Linked DNA regions of Arachis hypogaea: region 1 is linked to region 2. The links are chromatin contacts, called in public Hi-C maps. All regions are on one chromosome and are shown on one strand. The core of a region is the stretch at or near the end of the contact, and the rest is flanking DNA. Distances in the headings are between cores, read along the strand shown. Region 1 holds the start of LOC112784640 (jasmonate-induced oxygenase 2). Region 2 overlaps LOC112785145 (protein LATERAL BRANCHING OXIDOREDUCTASE 1).

The links. A called contact is a pair of places that touch in the nucleus more often than the background predicts.
Region 1: a contact with region 2 is called in a Hi-C map of leaf, with 1.5 times the contacts expected there. The contact joins the promoter of LOC112784640 here to the enhancer-like site in region 2. A contact is called at or near these places in 2 of 8 Hi-C or Micro-C datasets (both in leaf).

What each region holds. Positions count from the first base shown.
Region 1 is chr20:44,281,659-44,285,638 of arahy.Tifrunner.gnm2.J5K5, forward strand. LOC112784640 (jasmonate-induced oxygenase 2) reads left to right here and starts at 2,125. Exons shown (of 3, transcript XM_025827926.3): 1 at 2,125-2,945; 2 at 3,639-3,972. The coding sequence starts at 2,476. It overlaps LOC112782247, which reads right to left and starts at 153. Exons shown (of 4, transcript XM_072229697.1): 1 at 1-153.
Region 2 is chr20:44,080,140-44,083,911 of arahy.Tifrunner.gnm2.J5K5, forward strand. LOC112785145 (protein LATERAL BRANCHING OXIDOREDUCTASE 1) reads left to right here. Exons shown (of 3, transcript XM_025828588.3): 2 at 888-1,218; 3 at 2,968-3,318. The coding sequence ends at 3,225. Among protein-coding and RNA genes, the nearest start is that of LOC112785145, 2.7 kb to the left of the region's middle. Within about 2 kb of position 2,117, at least 1 of the 3 cell types and tissues checked has open chromatin away from gene starts, as enhancers often do.

The DNA.
Region 1 (3,980 bases), core at 875-3,374, 200 kb after region 2:
CGCGTGGCCGCAAACGGTACGGCGATCGGAGCTCTGGATCAAAAGTTATTTGGATTTGAATATCTAAGTGAGGGTTTGTGTGTTTGGAAGGTGTTCTTCCCTTTCCTTGGCTGAGCTTTAGCGTTTCAGCATGCATGAGGAAGAAGCGAGCTCATTCAATTAAGTGGGTTGGATGGGTCCTTAGCTTGGCCCCATTTTGGGCCTGGTTCGGTTTAATTTTGGGTCAAATTCTTTAAAATTAGTGTTAAAATTCTTATTTTAATTAGTTCTATCTCATTAAACTATAAAATTTCATTTTCTAAATTTTTGGATTAATAATCAATTTATTGGCTATTATTCTTACAACATGTAGTAACGGTACGAAAAAAAACGTACACGCGTGAATATAAATAATTTGTATAGACTTGTAGTGAAAAATGATTTATATGTGGAAAATAATACATTTCTAAAAACTTATTTATTCCTTTCCTACACATATATACAAGAACTAATTAGGATGTATTGATGTTAATTAAAAAAATGTAGTGCAGGAACAGAATTAGATAAAATATTAAAAGAAGACCAAAAATATTTACACAATAAAATAAAATTAAAATAAAATTAAAAAAAGACTAAAACTAAAATTTACATGTAAAAAATTAAAATTTAAGAAGAAGTCATTGTCCCTTCTCCACTAAGTGGCTCCACCACTGATCTAGTGATAGTATAAGTATCTATTCTGAAAACAAATGAAAAAGACATAAAATTCGAAATCTAGTCCTCATTCAATGAATCTACTTGAAGCAGCAATAATCATAGAAATGAATTCCTTAAAATCTCCCCAATATATTTCCAAAATAAAAACTATGTGAAAAATATCTTGGCAATAATACTTTCTACTATATAAAAAAAAATACATATTTAGTGTTTATAAAAAAATTTAATTATGTTATTATAGAATATTTGATTATTTTTCTATATATAATAAATTTAATTATTTTATTATGACAGATAGATTTCAATTTTTTAGTAGTTAATTACTTTATTAAAAAAATATATAAACCAACATATATAAATATAAATAAATATCTAATAATTTATTTGATAACTAATTTTTAATATTCAGTATTTTTAGTAGCTACTCTTATTAATCTTTTGAAAAAATATTTAACGTGCGTCAAATACATTTATGAAATAGAATGATGGCTTTCCCACATATATTTTAGTTTGGGTTAATAATTAAATTAGTTCCTAAAAAAAGATAAGGTATTTTTTAAATTTATTACTAAAAGATTTTTTTGATTAAATTGATCTTTTAAAAATTGCGAATTAATAATATTTGTCCTCCAGTCACTATTAACAATTTTCTTTAAAAATTAATGTTGTAAAACGTTAATTGATAATATATATAATACCTGAATGTCTAATTGGATATTGACAAAATATATTTATGAAAATTTATTAATTTAGTCATTTTTTTTCAATTACGAAAATTCGATTTCTAATATGACTTAACGACTAAATTGATAGATTTTCGTAAATATATTTAGCCAACTCTAATTAAACATATTATATGTCATGTATGTTATCAATTAATATTTCACATCATCAATTATTGACAAAAATTATGAGTGGAATAATTGAAGGATAGATATAATTAATTCGTAATTTTTAAAAGAATAATTTAATTAAAAAAATATTTCAGAGATGAATTTAAAAAATAATTTATCTTTTAAAGACAATTTAACTATTAACTCATTTTACATCAAATACAATAAGTAGTATCCAAAATGGAATCTCAAAGATCTTTTTTTTTTGGCTTCGGACATTTAATTATTAATTTGTTAATTTTTTATTATTAATATGTATTTTGGCAAGTAAATGTATAAATCTCTTTGTTAGTTTACACCATTAATTAGTAGCTGAGTTGTCTTACATAATTCGTTGTTAATATATGTTTTAAAAACTGATAAATTAGTTCCTCTTTAAAAAATTCTCAAGAACCACTTCACATGTATAAATATATTTTTTTCTTTTTCCACGTTAATATTAATCACACAAAAAATAAAAATAAGGAAGAAAAATATAATAATATATACGACATATACTAAATATACATCAAAATCAATTACTAAAATTTTAGTTAAAATATAAAATACATATTAAAATTAATTAAATTATACACATATTTTTAAATAAATACATAATAACTAATTTTAGTAAATAATTTTATTCTACAAATAATATTTTTAAAAATCAATATAATTTCATATGAATTTGTGGTAAAAAGTCTTGTGATTTTGTATAACTTTTTTCTTCTAGAAAGAATGAATGAACTTTTCGTTTAAGAAATCAATAATTGGAGAAATGAAAGAAAGTGAGTCACCTAGCACAAAAACTCATTCCTACTTACACACTCACACTTGAAAGTAATATATCATCACAATTCATCATCATCATCATCATCATCATCATAGTATAGCATAGCACACAGCCATGGGAGTAGACATCGACCAAGCTTTCGTCCAAGACCCACAACACAGACCGGGTCTCTCCATAACCCAAGCTCAAGGAATTCCATTGATCGACCTCTCCCCAGTAACAACAACCAACCCTTGTCCTTCTTCCATGGACGCGCTGGTGAAGGAGATCGGAAGCGCGTGCAAGGAATGGGGATTCTTCCAAGTTATAAACCACGGTGTTTCCATCCCTCTGAGGGAGAAGCTTCAGGAAGCTTCCAAGAAGTTCTTTGCACAAAGCTTGGAAGATAAGAAGAAGGTTAGCAGAGATGAAACGTCTCCAAGCGGTTACTATGACACTGAGCATACAAAGAATGTTAGGGATTGGAAGGAAGTCTTTGATTTTCTTACAAAAGATCCAACCCTTGTTCCTCTCACTTCTCATGAATCTGATGACAGACTCGTTCACTGGACTAATAAATCTCCTCACTATCCTCCAGGTTTCAGGTATTTTCATCGCCATAAAATTAAACATATTTAATTTACTTTTTTATTTCTTTTAAAAATATAGATTAATTTTGATACATTTCACACGTTAATATAAAATATTTTACATAATTATCTAATTAATTACGTTCATTATTTTAGATAATTACTATTCATATATTTATTATAAATATAATTATTTTTGTTAACATGACTAAATATAACGGTCAAATATATGTAACAATTAAAGAAAATAAAGGTTTTTAAACATATTATTTTAAAAAAGTTTAATTACTTGTTATTTTCTATAATTTTATTAAATTTATAATTAAATTTTTATATTTTTTTATATTAGATTTATAGATTATTTTTAATTTTGTAATTATATTTTTTTTTGTCAAAAATAATAAAATTGACAGAATATTCTTTATAAAGATATATAGTGAACGCAGACGTTGTTTGATTGTGAAAAAAAAAAAAAACCAAAATTCAAATTTGATATATTCTCTATATTAAAAAATTCCGCGTAATGAAAAGGTTGACTGAATATATTAGTTGCAAAAGTTCCAAAAGTTTAATTTCCCATAATATCTTAGTTTTGTATTTTTTGCGTGAGAGATAGAATCCAAATACAATTTTATATGTCAATTATTTAACATTAATTTCTAGATATTCAAATAACGTGACACTTTCTCTTTACAAAATGATGTTTAGAGATATAATTAAAGAGTATATTGAAGAGATGGAAAAGCTAGCACGCAAGTTGATGGAGCTTATAGCCATGAGCTTAGGCCTCGAAGTTAAGAGATTTGAAGAATTCTTTAAAGAACAAACCAGCTTTATTAGATTGAATCACTATCCTCCATGCCCTTACCCTCACCTAGCTCTTGGTGTGGGTCGACACAAGGACCCTGGTCCCTTAACCATTCTTGCCCAAGATGATGTTGGAGGGCTTGAAGTCAAACTCAAACACAAGACGGACCAAGAGTGGGTCAGAGTGGAACCAACCCCCAATACTTATATCATCAATGTTGGTGATATTATGCAGGTACTAAT
Region 2 (3,772 bases), core at 867-3,366:
AATTTTGATTATTTTTTTTTGTTATTAAATATTTTTGTATATATTATTATAAATATAGTATTTATATATTAAAATTGACCATTAAATTAATTGTTAATATATATATATATAATTTATTTTCAATGTATATTTATATTTTAAAATATTTTATATTAATAATTAATTTTAATAACTAATTTGAGTGTATATCTAATATAATAAAAATGATTGTTACGATTCTTTGAGAGAGATATACTTTTTTGGGTTTTATTTTTTAATTGCTTAATTTTTTTGAAAGTGATGATTTATAATATAATATTTGAGTTTCTTTTACGAATAATGATGGATAATTTTAATTAATTTTTTAATATTAAATAAATAAAATTTAAATATTATTTTTAAAATGTTAAAAGAATTAAAAATTCTAAATATTTTTTTATTTAGAAATTAAAAATATAATTAAAAATATGAGTTATGATTGTTAATTATTTTTGTTTTATTATTATAAGTAAAATAAACATTTTGTATTATATTTATTATTTCAATTTCAAAAAAGTTTTTCATAAAAGAGTACGTTAAATATATAATTATTGTGATATTTATAGTTAACAATTTAAATTTTTAGAAAAGATTATATATATATAAAATTAATTAATTACTTTCCAAAACATTATTCTTATTAGTTACTAAATAAAAGAAAATTATTTTTTTTTTAATTTTATGACATTGAAATGTAATTATTTATTTTTCACTTCATTTATACGTAGATATTTAGAGATAATTTTTATATCCAATCAATTTCTGTGAAAAAGAAAAAAGAATTATCTTTTAGTTTCTTATTCTTGGTATTCAGCATTATGTATATTTGATTAGAAAATGATTTATTTGTTTTCAAAATGAATATTTAGAGATATAATCCAAGAATATATTGAAGAGATGGAGAAGCTAGCCTACAAGTTGATGGAGCTTATAGCTATGAGCTTAGGCCTTGAAGCTAAGAGATTTGAGAGATTTTTCATTAGAGGACAAACCAGCTTTATTCGCCTTAATTATTATCCTCCATGCTCTTTCCCTCACCTTGCTCTTGGAGTTGGCCCACACAAGGATGAAAGTGCTTTAACCATTCTTGCTCAAGATGAGGTTGAAGGACTTGAAGTGAAACGTAAGACAAACCAAGAGTGGATTAGAGTGAAACCAAAGTCAAATGATTATATCATCAACCTTGGTGACATTATTCAGGTACAACTACTTTCAATTGTTTGGAAGATTATGGAAGATGATAGAGTAAAACTATAAATTGGTCCTTAAATTGTTTTTAAATATTTCTTTTAGTTTTTGATATTTATATCCTAGCCTCTATAAAATTTTCGGTCAAATATAAACAACACAATCTTAGTTGTAACGATAGCTGCACACGTGTCATTGCACAAATTGTTTAGGACACAGTTTACTATCGGGTCATTAAAACGCTTGCGTTTTGCCCCCTCGCAACTTCAAAGTTCAAACCTTGTCCGTAAATGTGAAACTCTAACGGAGAATTATGGACTGCACAGATCAATTCTCACCTTCCAATGACCGTTTATGGAAGTGGAGTGAGAGAACGATGATATCTGGAGAAGCTAAGAGTGACATTGGCTGTTGTAGATCCCAATATTCCTTTTTTTTTTTTAGAGGCTTAATGGTGATTCCATAAGTAGTCCTAATTGTGTTTATGGTTAGTCGATTATGAACAAAATCTTTTGATTTTAGATTATGAACAAAATGTCCAACAGTACAAATAAATAAAGGTCGGCATGACATTTTTGTTTTTTAAAAGGAATAGTATAAGTAAACAATAAATTTAGTGAATAATGCAGTTATACATATGTCTCCCTTTTTTATTTGTGATTTTCGTAATTTTTACAGAGACGTAGTGTATGTTTTTTGTTTTATTGAACTAATTTTAAAATTTATTGTTTATATTATTTACAAAAATAATTTTCTATCTAATAAAACTGTTTTTTAAAAAAATAAATCACTTATAAAAATGGCTCGGGACCAAAATGAGATTTTTCTCCTTTTTATCGCCAAACATGAGGATCTTGTGTGGCATAGCTCATTGAGGCTGATTAAAGGGCATATGGTTTTGTTATATTGGACTAGCGACAAACAACCTTTTTGGACAATGATAATGGATCCGTTGCAGGATCTTTTTTGACTCTTTGGGACTGCATTTTTTCTTAAAATAATGGGCTTTCTATAGAACTTAAATACATAAATAATGGAATTGTTTTTTAGAACCAATAGTAAGGGTAAAATTTAGTTGAGCATATTATCGTTTTAATTTCGAAAGATTAATTAGTTTAATATCAGATTCTTAGAGACTGATATACCATGAGATTTGAAAGATTTTAATGTTTCTTGTGTTTTTCTTTTTAGAGTTCTTTTTATTGTCTTATGTCTGTTTTATTCTAAAGTAAATTGCTACTGTTTTTTAATTTGATCCTTTATATTGTCGTTGTTTACTTTGGGCGAATCTTTCGTTTTCATCTCCTAAGAAATAATTTTCAACTTTTGCAAATTTAATTTTATCGTTAAATTAATTTTTAGAAGGTCAAAATAGTAAATCCTTGTTTAGATATATTTACTTAAATCTTCAGTTATATACATTAAATTTAATTTTAAAATATTATATGCTTCAGTCCCTAACATTTAAGTTAAATTTTAATTTTGTTTGTAATATTTAAAACATCTTATTTTTATCTCCAACGTTCTATTCTTTTTTAATTTTAGTTATTTGATTAAATTAAAATTAAGCTTTTTTTTTTTTGGTCAAAAAGATCTTTTGTTTATTGTTATTTTTTCTTTATTATTTTGGTATTTTCACTCTCGAATTACTGGAACAATAACCACTACATCATTCTTTTTTGTTGCTTTTAAATAAATTCTAAAAGACCTGTATAACGAACTAATTTTGTATTTGCTTTTCTGTCTATATGATTCACGTAGGTGTGGAGCAATGATAGATATGAGAGTGTGGAACACAGAGCAATGGTTAACTGTGAGAGTGAAAGGTTTTCAATTCCATATTTCTTTTTCCCTGCACATGACACCGAAGTGAAGCCATTGGAGGAGCTGATAAATGACCAAAACCCTCCAAAATATAGGCCATATAAATCCGGCAAATTTCTTCTATACCGAATGATCAACGATTTCAAGAAACAAAATAAGGACAACCTTCAAATTCATGATTATAAACTAGCTTAAAGCTAAGATATAATATATAAGTATGAATCTATTTGTAATAAAATATGAAAACTTATGTGTTACTAATAATAAATATAAATTTAGTTATTTAAATTTATAATTGAATAAATATTTAAATCGGTTTTTAAAAAATAATTTTAGATAAACACTTTTATCTCCAATAAATTTTTATTCTCTACAAATTTTAAAATTTTTTTCACAATCTCACCAAATATATTGGTTTTTCTGTCATTTTAAAAAAGAACAAATTTATTTTATATATAGTTATATTTTTGGGATCTAATTGTCTTATGATAAAATTTAGAGTAGTTACCCAAATTCACTCCCAAGGATTTTAAAAACCGACATTTTAATTCTCAAGAAAAATTAATACACAGATTAATTTTCAACGTTTTTCTCTATCATACATAACAGTGTCTCGTCCATTTTATTTTTACTATATGTCGATCTTTGTTATTATTAACTTAACTTTGTTCATGTGGACGATGACACTAGCATATTAATACACTCTTTTTGCTAAAAATAAATAAGGTGAATAATGATGTTT